Linked DNA regions of Pelodiscus sinensis: region 2 is linked to region 1. A link is a contact called in public Hi-C data. All regions are on one chromosome and are shown on one strand. The core of a region is the stretch at or near the end of the contact, and the rest is flanking DNA. Distances in the headings are between cores, read along the strand shown.

Region 1 (6,014 bases), core at 2,381-4,880:
TCCCCTCCCATAATGCCCAGGAGTCCTGACTCCCAGTCCCCCACTCTACCCACTAGACTCCACTTCCCTCCCTGGTCCTCCCCCCCCACTGTAACCACTAGACCCCACTCCCTTCCTAGAGCTGGGAGGAGGGCCCAGGACTCTTTCCATTGCTATCCTTACTGCCCCCCTGTGCCCATGCAACGGAGGGCTAAGGCCGGTACCTTGGTGAGCAGGACACTTCGGTACATAGGGGTCTCCTGGAAAAGAGACAAGACCCGGTTACGTTTCCCTGGCCCGGCCCGGCGGGGAACGTCTCCCGCCCCCCGAGCCGGCCCCTTGGCGGGAGCCCACCGCCCTCCCGCCGCCAGGTCCTACCGTGCCCCGTCAGGGCGCAGTTGTGGTTGCTGCACACGGCCACCGACTTGGCCTGCACCGTCTTGGCCGCCCCGTTCCGCTTGATCTTCTGCAGCCGGAAGAGCTCGTAGGGCGGCACCAGCACCTCCTGCTCGCTGGGGATGTGGGACAGGCCCCGCAGCGCGTAGCCCGTGCAGGTGACCAGCTGGAAGAAGGTGCGTTGGCCGAAGTTGGCCGCGGCCGCCTCGCTCCGGGAGGTGGAGGTGAAGTGGCCGAAGCGGAACACGCGGCCGACGGAGAAGTCGATCTTGGTTCCCCTGTAGACGGTGGAGCAGCTGGGCTGGATGCCCCAGATGGCTCGGGGCGCCTGGCTCAGCAGGAAGTGCAGGGCCTTGAAGGGGTAGCGGGCGTAGGAGCGGGACCCATCCACCCAGCCCAGCCGGGTGGCGTTGTTAAACTCCCGGTAGAGAGGCGGGTTCTCCAGGGTGTAGGCCCACACGGCCACGCTGCACAAGGACTGCATGTTCGGGGTGAAGACGGGGATCTTCTTCAGCCTCATCCACTCCTCCTTGGCCTTGGCCCACGCCTCCCGCAAGTTCTTGTTGCTCGCCAGCTCCAGGCGCAGCAGGGCCGCGAGTCTGTGCTCCATGGCGGGCACGCAGCCGCGGTACGTGTCGTCCACCGACCAGGCGGCCATGTCGAGTTGGGGGCCGCCTTCGCCCACGCAGGGTGCACAGGGGCGGGCCTAGCAGACATGGGCTCACGCTCAGACGGGATGAAGGGAGAGCTACTCAGGCCGGGGAGAGCGTGGGGGAGCCAGGGCTCTTGGGGTCTCTCTCCAGCTGTGAGAGGGCAGTGGGGTCTAGTGGGTAGAGCAGGGGGGGTCTGGGAGCCAGGACTCTTGGGGTCTCTCTCCAGCTGTGGGAGGGCAGTGGGGTCTAGAGGGTAGAGAGCGGGGGGCCTGGGAGCCAGGGCTCTTGGGGTCTCTCTCCAGCTGTGGGAGGGCAGTGGGGTCTAGAGGGTAGAGAGCGGGGGGCCTGGGAGCCAGGACTCTTGGGGTCTCTCTCCAACTGTGGGAGGGCAGTGGGGTCTAGAGGGTAGAGAGCGGGGCGCCTGGGAGCCAGGGCTCTTGGGGTCTCTCTCCAGCTGTGGGAGGGCAGTGGGGTCTAGTGGGTAGAGCAGGGGGGGTCTGGGAGCCAGGACTCTTGGGGTCTCTCTCCAGCTGTGGGAGGGCAGTGGGGTCTAGTGGGTAGAGCAGGGGGGGTCTGGGAGCCAGGACTCTTGAGGTCTCTCTCCAGCTGTGAGAGGGCAGTGGGGTCTAGTGGGTAGAGCAGGGGGGGTCTGGGAGCCAGGACTCTTGGGGTCTCTCTCCAGCTGTGGGAGGGCAGTGGGGTCTAGTGGGTAGAGCAGGGGGGGTCTGGGAGCCAGGACTCTTGAGGTCTCTCTCCAGCTGTGGGAGGGCAGTGGGGTCTAGTGGGTAGAGCAGGGGGGGTCTGGGAGCCAGGACTCTTGGGGTCTCTCTCCAGCTGTGGGAGGGCAGTGGGGTCTAGTGGGTAGAGCAGGGGGGGGTCTGGGAGCCAGGACTCTTGGGGTCTCTCTCCAGCTGTGGGAGGGCAGTGGGGTCTAGAGCAGTGGTCCCCAACCTTTTGGGGTTGCCGGGCGCCAGGGGGCGTGGCTGTTCGCCCGCCAGGCGCCCGGTGGCGGGGACAGGGCCCCCCCATAGCCGGGGGCGGGGCCCCCCATAGCCGCATTCCGGGGGCCGGCGCTCTCCCCTCAAGTGCTGCGCGCTCGGGGCCGGCGCTGGCGCTCTCTCCCCTCCCCTCCCCCAAGCGCCGCGCGCCCGGCGCTCTCTCCCCCCCATGCGCCGCGGGGGGTGAATCCGCGGCGCCCCCGGGGCCGGCGCTCACTGTGCACCACGCGCCCGGGGCCAGGCGAGCCCTGAGCACTTGGCGGGTGCAGAGAAATGCCCCCGCGGGCACCGTGTTGGGGACCACGGGTCTAGAGGGTAGAGAGCGGGGGGCCTGGGAGCCAGGGCTCTTGGGGTCTCCCTCCAGCTCTGGGAGAGGAGTGGGGTCTAGTGGGTAGAGCAGGAGGAGGTCTGGGAGCCAGGACTCCTGGGTTCCCCCTCCAGCTGTGGGAGGGCAGTGGGATCTAGTGGTTAGCGCCGGACTCCTGGCCCGTTCCTGAGGCAGGTCACTCCCTCTCCCAGCCTGTGTCCTGGCGCACGCTGAGCCGGGGCCATTTGACCCCGTCACTCAGAGCCGCCGAGTCCTCCGAACGTGGGGTGCTGGGCTCTGCAGGGGGCTCTGGGCTCTTCTGCCCTCTCACCCCCATTTCCGACCCCCTTCTGCCTGCCTGGGCCCCCCTAAGCCAGCTCCTCCCCAGTGAGTTCTGGGCCCTCAGGGCCGGGCCTTGGCGGGAGCCTGAGAAAGGGGGTTCGTGGCCCCCAGCTCGTCTCTGGGCAGGGCGCCTGGCAGGGGAGGTGGGGTCGGGTGGGGGGCAGGGCTCAGGGCGTGACGCCTGCACCCCCCAGAGCAATGGTGCCCGGCTGAGATCTACCTGCTAAGTGTAGCTCCGGCCTGCGCCCCGCCCAGCATGTTCCTCGGTCCAGCTGCCCCCCCCAGCTGCTCCTGGGCCCCCCATTCTGGCTAGTCCCCTTCTAGCCAGGCCCCCTTCCCCCACTGGCCTCCCCCTCTGTTTGCACTTGGAGAGCCGGAAAACCCCCTGATCTCAGCTAGTCTGAGGATCCGCTGCACCTCCTGCTGCTGCTGGTCAGAGGTCTCCTGGCTCGCCCTCCCCCCCTTTCCTTCTGACTCTAACCACTAGACCCCACTCCCCTCCCAGAGCCAGGGATGCATCCCAAAAATCCTGGCTCCCAGCCCCTTGTCTAACCACTAAACCCACCTCCCCTCCCAGAGACGAGGAGAAAACCCAGGAGTCCTGGCTCCCAGCCCCCCCGATCCCGGCTCTAACCCACTAGACCCTAGTCCCCTCCTGGCTCCCGGAGTCTCTCCCCACTAACCACTAGGCCCCACAGCCTGGCATTTTCCATGCAGATTTCCCCCTGTTCATGCCACCCGAGTGGGATGTGTGGGATGTGCCCCCTTCCCCGGGCAGGGCTGCTAGGGAACAGCTGCACAGCGGTGCTGCAGGGAGGCGGCTCACCTAGCGCTGAGATGCAGCCACCTCTGGGGTGGGGCAGGGATACTGTATCGAAGCCACTTACCGCTGAGTCCCCGGAGGGCAGCAGCCAAACTGCAGCGAGAAGCAGGAGGGCGGCTTTCTTGGGGGACATCCTGGCGTCCGACCCCCGAATAACTCACCGAGGGGGATCAGCTGAAAGAAACTGGAGTGACCAGATGTCAGACTAGCTGTCCGGCCCCATGGCAGGGAATGGGTTGGCCGGTGGGGGTGGGTAATGGGGCCCTATGGGAGGGATACAGTCTGGCTGGCTCCCAGGACTTTCGGCAGGGTCTCATTTTATTCCTAAAGCCCCAGCTCCAGGAGTCAGGTGAGCCCGGCACGATTTCCGTCTCAAAGGAAAACCCATTTCCAGGCTGCGGGGCTGCGGAGGGGGCTTGCGAACGCTGGGGGCAAGGGAAAAGCTGCACCCAGCATTGGTTTTACAGGCCCCCCGGTGTCTGGGGCACCGGACCCCCAGTTTGTGAACATCTGGGGCTGCCCGGGGGTTGGGCTGGGGATCTCTTACCTCTCGCCCGCTGTCTGTTCCCCGCGGGTCCCGTTGGGCTGCGGGGTTTTAATGGCAGCCCCCGGGTGGTGATGGAGGGGAGGGGAGGGGAGAGGGGCGCTGTGTTATCGAGATCTCACAACTGGCAAGAAACGTGGCCGTTACGGAACCGCCGGCATGTGGCAACTTGGGGTTTAACGGGTGGTTTTTATCTGATTTCCCTTCGTGTCCTTTCCCCTTCTCCGCGCTTCGCCCAAGTGTGTGTCTCCATCAGCAGCAGGCCAGAGCTTGCAGGAGTGAGGTCTTGAGGCAGCGCCCCCTCCAAGGTGGTCCCAGGCGTGCCCCCCTGCTCTAACCGCTCTCCTCCATTGGGGCGGGAAGTGGGGCTGCAGAGGTGCTACTGTACCCCCCAGATTTTGCACCCCTTGCCTGGATGCAACAGTCCCCCATGCAGTGTCGCTGGCTCCCAGAGCCAGGGTTGCAAGCCAAAAGTCCTGGCTCCCAGCCCGTTGTTCTAACCACTAGACCCCACTCCCCTCCCAGAGCTGAGGAGAAAACCCAGGAGTCCTGGCTCCCAGCCCCGTCTCCCCCAACCCTGGCTCTAACCCACTAGACCCTAGTCCCCTCCTGGCTCCCAGATTCTCTCCCCACGAACCTCTAGGCCCCACAGCCTGGCATTTGCCAGGCAGATTTCCCCCTGTTCATGCCATCCAAGTGGGATGTGTGGGGTGCGGCTGCTGCCTGACGTCCCAGCCTCCAGCTCCACGGGGTCCCCGCTGCTGGCCCCATGGGCTCTGCTGTCGGAGCATTGGCCCCCCTTCCCAGAGCCAGGGGACAACCCAGGAGTCCGGCTCCCGGCCCCCCTCGCTCTAGCCCCCTCAATCCCACACCCCTCTCAGAGCTGCATGAGGACATGGGAGCCCTGCAGCCTCTAACTGTCTCCGGCCTCAAAGAGGTCTCCGTGTCTGGCCCCCTTGCGGGGGGGCCCCTGTCCCGAGCGGGGATGTCAACAATAGAAACGGCCAGCCGCCGTGTCACCGTTACCAGTCGAATGGTGACATGGGCTGATTGTTTTCCCTGGGCAGGGGGAAGGATGGTGGAGGCTGGAGAGGTGCTCAAGATGCCCCTTGTCACCAGCCCCACTCCTGGGGTGCTAGGCAGCAGGGGGGGGGCAGCTGGTGCCCCCAGGTGTGGGGTTTGCAGAGCCTGCAGCACAGAGCAGTCAGCTCCCCGGGGGCAGGGTGGGGGCGAGTTTAACCAGTAACAAAAACCAACAAGAATCAGCTTCTTGATTAACCGGCTAAACTCCTGCACCCCCCTCTCTGAGCAAGGGAGCCGTCTCACGCCAGGAACGCTTCCAGCCCCTCCCCTCCAACCGGCGTTGCACCAAGTGTGCCACACGCAGCAGGTTGCTATGACATGCGGATCTGCATCTGCTCCCTCCCTCCGCCCTGCAGCCTTTCCCAGCCCACCGGGCACGGCTGTGTGCAGGGCCGGGTGGAACCCACCGCCGGGGAGTCCACGGACGGCTCGGGTGGCCCCAGCAGCGGGTGGAGCCAGCTAGGAAGCTGACGTCTCTTTCCTCCTGGGCTGCTTTTCCCCAGGGCGCCTGTCACATTACTGAACTTTACAGATTATCCTGCACCTATTGGGCGGGGGGGGGGTGGCCCCCAAAGTCTATACAAAGGGGGCCATGTGAGGTGTTGAATGACAGCTTGTGTTTTACGGACCCTGTATATGCTAGTCATGTACTTGTATGGTGTCTGTGTGTGGCGTTATGAATATAGACTCTGTGTAGGTGCTGGAAAATTCGCTGTCTGAGGCAGAGCAATGGGCAAAGAGTGTTCAGCCACTGACTGTGCAGGGACAATAGATCTGTAGGTGCCAATACGCACCTTAGGAACGTGTCTGGCTATCTGCAAACCAGCCAGGGCATGGGACAGGATAGGTCATTAGACCATCTGATCTGCTCTGGCCAGGGCGGTGCCAG
Region 2 (5,442 bases), core at 502-3,001, 220 kb after region 1:
CAGGCATTACAACAAGTGCCTCACACACCAAGCTGCTGCCTTTTACAGGCAGAGCTTTCTCCTGAATGCCTTCTCCAAGCCAGGCATCGTCACCTCTCCCTGTTACTGCAAACTGCTTGCTACAAGCACTGCCAGGACTCACTTCCCTACGAGCTTCCTTAAGCAACAGTTCACCCTTCTCTGGCTCTGCAGCAGCATTACCCTGCTGAGCCACAACCAACTCCTCCTGCAATTCCCTTACTCCCTGAGTTATCTCTGGCCCCTCCGGTGGATTCACAGACAATCCCCTCTCAGGCACATAGACAGACTCACAAGAGACAGGGTCAGAGGCACCTTCTCTCCCTTTGCATCTCTCCAGATGGCTGTAAACTTCCACACCATCATTAGGCACCAGAGTTAACACACCCTCATTCTCTCCTTGTGCCTGGGCTAAGGGGTCACCTTGGTCCCACAGAGTTGCTGCCCCTCTTCCAGCAACACAGCAGCATCAGGCACAACATCAGTGTCCCCACTGTCTGATTTCTGGGGTTCATGCACGACACTGCCTGGATCTACCCAAGTCACAGCATCCTCCTTCCCAGCAGACACAAACTTAGCGCCACCTCCTTTCTGGGCCTTCTCTGTATCCAGACCCAACTCTGGGACAACAACACTGCTCTCAGCCAACACAGACTCTGGGGCACCTTCCACAGACAAAGGAAGAAACTCTTCCCCACACACAGTCAGACAACCAGAGACAGTTTCTCCCTCGTCCCAACACCCCTGGCTAATTTCAGGCATAGAGCTAGACACTGCAACAGCTTCCTTTACTGACCCACTGCTACTTTCACCAGCCAAATTGCCAGCTTGCACACACTGTGCTTCACACAAATCAATTTCAGCTTGTGCAGGTTCAATTCCACAAACCTCACCAGCCAACAACTCCTCAACTCCTCCCAGCCAGCCACTCCAGACTGCCCCAGAGAAACATTCCCCTGACTTCTGGGCTCTTCCTGCCCTGGTTCTGATTCCAGCTCCTGCTTTCTCTTAGCAATTTCTTCATCTGCCTTCCGCCTTCTTTCAGCAGCTTCCTTGGCTCGCTTCTGCTCCTTTTCATCCACATCTCTGGTTAGTAACAACACTACCAGATGTAGTTTAGAGGCCCTTTTCCTAAAGGCAATGCCTCTCCCTGAGCACAAATCCTTCAGAGCCTCTCTACTTAGGCTCTCATACTGGCACTGACTCATTTCGGCTGCCCTTTACCCAACCAAACTCTCAGTACTAAAAATCAAATTTAGACAGCGTGGGGTCCTGATCCCAAAGCTCAGTTGACCAAGATCTGTGGATCCTGCCGACTACACCACTGTGACAGACCAGGCCGTGTCTGGGCACAGCTGAGGGTGTCCTCTCAGGGCGAATTGCTCAAATCCGGGGCTCCTTACAGCCCCCGACTGGTGACCTCTCCAAACAGGCCACACACCAGTCCCACAGAGCGCTTCAGCAGCCTGCCTGAAGCCTCACAAGCCTCAAAATCCAGTAACCTGACATGGTCCTGCCCAGGGAACCGGCTCTGTCCCTTTCCCAGGGCCTGGGGGCACGTCGGGGGGTGGGGGGGAGAGGGAAACCGATCCCATGCAGGGCGGAGCTGGGCTCTGAAGGACACATCTCACCGGGGGGGAGGCTGGGTCCATGAGCTTCTGCTCTCACTTTCTGAGAGTTCAGAGATGTGACCGGCTGCCGCTGGCCCTGAGCCAGGGAACAGAGCCTCAGAGCTGCTGGGGCTTCCTCGGCATCCGGTCCTGCCAGAATCACCCCCAACCCCCTGACGGGGCGGGGCCTGCTGGGTTTTTAGCCCGCTGCCTGCTCGCCCGGGGGTACTTGCGCCGTTAGACGGAGGCTGAGCTGGGCGTCCCGACACAGGCCCCCGAGGGGCAGGATGATGGGGGGGCTCTGCTCCCAGCTGGCCCTGCTGCTGCTGCTGTTCCCAGCGCACGGTGAGAGACCCGGGCCCAGGGCAGAGCTCCAGGGAACAGGGTCAGGGAGACTCTCCTGCAACCTGGGGGGAGGATAGACGGGGATGGGGGATCCTGCCCCAGTGGACCGGCTCGGGCTCTTTCCCAGGCCTGGCCATGTGGGGTGGACTCTCGGGGGGCGTGAAGTAACAAGATTCTGGGCAGTGAGGGGCAGAAATGACTGTGCCAGGCCCCAGCCCTGCTGTGGATTTGGGGACCCTGATCCCACCCCCCAGGCACCCTATCAAAGCCCAACAAGACCCCTCCACTCTCTCTGGCTCACCCTCTGCCCCGGGAGCCATGGCCCCAGCTCTTCTCCCCAGTCGCCTGCCCTCCAACGCTGCAGAGAACACAGCTGATCCCAAGAGAGCTGGCAGCAGCACTTGCTCAGCGCGTGCTGCTGTTCACTCTGAAACCTACTGACATGGGGTAGCCACCTACAACATGGGCTGTGGTATAGGGATTATGGGAAGCACTGTGGGACAGCAGTTGGGGCTTTTGTATATTCCCCACCTTCCACCCTCCAAACGTAATTCAGACCCTAAAATTGCTCCTGCCCCTGAACACCCTGGCTCTGTAACATCTCCCCAACATTTCTGTTTCCTCTACAGGTGCTGTGGAGAGTCAAGACCAGCCAGGTAACGAGCCCCGAGCTTCTGGGTCCTGGGCCTGGTTATGGGGTGGGGAGAGGAGACGGGCACCATGTCCCGTGCTAACATGGCTCCCCTGTGTGCAGTGTTCAGCCGTATCATCGGGGGGCAGGATGTCCAGGAGGGCAAATGGCCCTGGCAGGTCAGCGTTCAAGAGGATGACAAGCACGTCTGCGGGGGATCCCTCATCGCAGCCCAGTGGGTGGTGTCGGCCGCTCACTGCTTCAATCCGTGAGTAACTCAGCCTGGGGAATGACTCGTCCCTGGCCTCCTGCTTTGTGGCTGTTCCCCAGCTGCCCTGCCCCAGAGGTGGCTGCATCCCAGCCTCACACTGTCTCCCCTCCTCCCTTTTCTCCTCCCCAGCTCCGCGTCCCCTTCCCAGTATCGTGTGGTGCTGGGGGCGCACCAGCTCGCCAACCCCTCACCCCATCAGGTCACACGTGAGGTGCAGCAGATCATCCTGCAGCCCAGTTACAATAAGACAAGCTCCGTGGCCGACATCGCCCTGGTGCGGCTGGAGAAGCCGGTGACCTTCACAAAGTTCATCCAACCCATCGCGCTGCCGGGGGCCTCCCGCCAGTTCCCCGTGGGAAAGACCTGCTGGGTCACCGGTTGGGGAAGGGTCGAAGTGGGCAGTAAGTGTCAGAGGGCCCAGAGAGGGGCTAGGGGCTGGGGGGCTGGGAGTTGTGGGGGGCTGGCAAAACGTCTCCCCGACACCGACCTCCCGAAGATGGAACCGCAGCCCGAGACAGAACCGCAGCCCGAGACGGGCCCCTCTGGGTCTGCACGTTGCCCGGAGGGAGGCTGTGCCAGGTCGTTGGCAAATCGCGCTGACGTGGGTCTGCCCCCCTGTCACACACGCACCCGCGTTCCGGTGGGGGTCCGTCCGGGTCCCTGCAGCCAGCCCCTCCTCCGCCCTCAGCCCCCAGGGAGGGGCGCGCAGACGGGGATCCAGCTGGCCCCAGCCCTGGCCCTGTCTTTGTTAAGCTAAAATTGCTTAAGCTTCAGGTGCATGGGAAGCTGCACCCGGGCATAGAGGCCACCTCGGGATCCTAGCAGGCTGGTGCAGGGGGACCAGAGGTAGGTGGGTAACCCCTCTGCACCCCCGCTCTCTCTCTCCAGAGCCTCTCCCAACACCCAAGACCCTGCAGCAACTGGAGGTTCCCATCATCAGCACCGCGGCTTGCAATGATCGTTACAACTCACTGAATCCAAACTCACCGCTGGGCCCAGAGAGAATCAAAAGCAGCATGCTCTGCGCTGGGTACACGGACAGCCCCAAGGGCTTCTGCAATGTGAGAGCCTCTCCCCTCTGTGTGTGACCCCAGTGCAGCCCCCAGCCGGGCAGCCATCTGCCCCCACCACCACCCCTTGTGCCAGGCGCTGCCAGGCCCCCTGACGAGCTCGCTGCTCCTGTGCTCCCACCGGCCGTGTTCTCTGCCCCTCCAGCCTTTGGATTCCTGGGCCCCTCACCCCCTTTCTCTCTCCCCAGGGCGACTCCGGGGGGCCTCTGGCCTGCGAAGAGGGCGACACCTGGTACCTGGCTGGAGCCGTCAGCTGGTTTAGGATCAGAAATGTGAGAGGAGAGCTCTGTTCTGATCCCGAGTTCCCCGGGGTCTTCACCCGGCTGATGGCCTACGACAGCTGGATCCAGGGGTACGTGAACGGCGCGGGGCCCTCTGCCATCGCCTCTCCAGCCGCTCTGATCCTCACCGCCCTGCTCCTCCCCGCCCTGTGAGCCCGCACGGATCTGCCCCAGCACTGCCCGGCCAACCCCCTCGGGGTGTCCGTACCCCCTCGGCACCGGGTGGGGCCGCGTTGCTGGGGACCGTGGGACACAGCTGGGGATGGAAGTGCAGGGGCGCCGGGGGGGGGTTACATCCAGCCCTCCCTGCAGCCCAGTAGCACCCTTGGGGGTGCCTGGGAGGCCGACGGGGGAAGGGCCCCGTAGCCCCTTTGATCCTAAATCTCTTGCTCCACAATGGCCAATAAAGCAGCTTTGCAAACTGTGTCTCTGCCTCGAACCAGCCACGCCTGGCGCTGCCTCCTGCTCGGGCCAGTCCCATCACCCCCTGCCCCGCCTCCTCTGGCTCCGCCGCCCGCTGTGAGCTGCGGATGGCGGCTGTCACGTTGCTGAATTGGAGGGAAGCAGCCAGATCGCTGCTGCACCCCTAAGTGGGGGTGTTAGCCCCAGAAATTGGTGTGGGGGGAGCCATGTGGGGTATTGAATGGGAGATTATTGTTTGTTGATCTTATGTACGCTATTTATGTGAGTGTATAATGTCTGTGTGTGTAGGTAGGAATCTGTAATCCGTGTGGAAGCTGAATATTTCTGTGAATATGGTTGAGCATTGCTATGGACAGGCTGAGTAGTGAAGCCCTGTGGAACAATGGCCCTTGATGGCCCAAAGACACACCTAAAGCAGGAGGGCGGAGACCCAAGGGCTGCCAGCAGAGAGAGGCTGAGGACCAGGTGACCTGCTACATACTAGAAGAGGCCAGGAAGGAGTATAAAGAGGCCATGTGGTCGATGCCATTTTGTTCTCAGCTCAGCACTTCATCCCAGAGGCAGCATTGCAGGGATTGAAGAGCCCGGAAGACCTGTGAACCCATCCTGATCGTAGGATGTGCAATAAGGACTTTTAAACCAGCAGCTGTAACATCTCTGCTAGAGCCTGCATCGAGGACTGGGAGATTCGGTGCATGTAACGTACTGTACTTTAATAACCTTACTCTCATGCTTTTCTTTCTTGTGTTAATAAACCTTTAGTTTTAGATTCTAAAGGATTGGCCCAGCGTGA

The links. A called contact is a pair of places that touch in the nucleus more often than the background predicts.
Region 2: a contact with region 1 is called in a Hi-C map of liver, with 4 times the contacts expected there. The contact joins the promoter of LOC102462230 here to the promoter of LOC142829305 in region 1. A contact is called at or near these places in 3 of 5 Hi-C or Micro-C datasets (blood and liver).

What each region holds. Positions count from the first base shown.
Region 1 is chr4:134,176,186-134,182,199 of ASM4963464v1, forward strand. It overlaps LOC142829305 (ecto-ADP-ribosyltransferase 5-like), which reads right to left and starts at 3,631. Exons shown (of 4, transcript XM_075928763.1): 1 at 3,563-3,631; 2 at 358-1,081; 3 at 204-239. The coding sequence starts at 3,631.
Region 2 is chr4:134,402,472-134,407,913 of ASM4963464v1, forward strand. LOC102462230 (serine protease 27-like) reads left to right here and starts at 1,752. Exons shown (of 7, transcript XM_075928754.1): 1 at 1,752-1,973; 2 at 2,603-2,629; 3 at 2,728-2,872; 4 at 3,005-3,276; 5 at 3,764-3,936; 6 at 4,134-4,297; 7 at 4,938-5,303. The coding sequence starts at 1,916. The coding sequence ends at 4,941.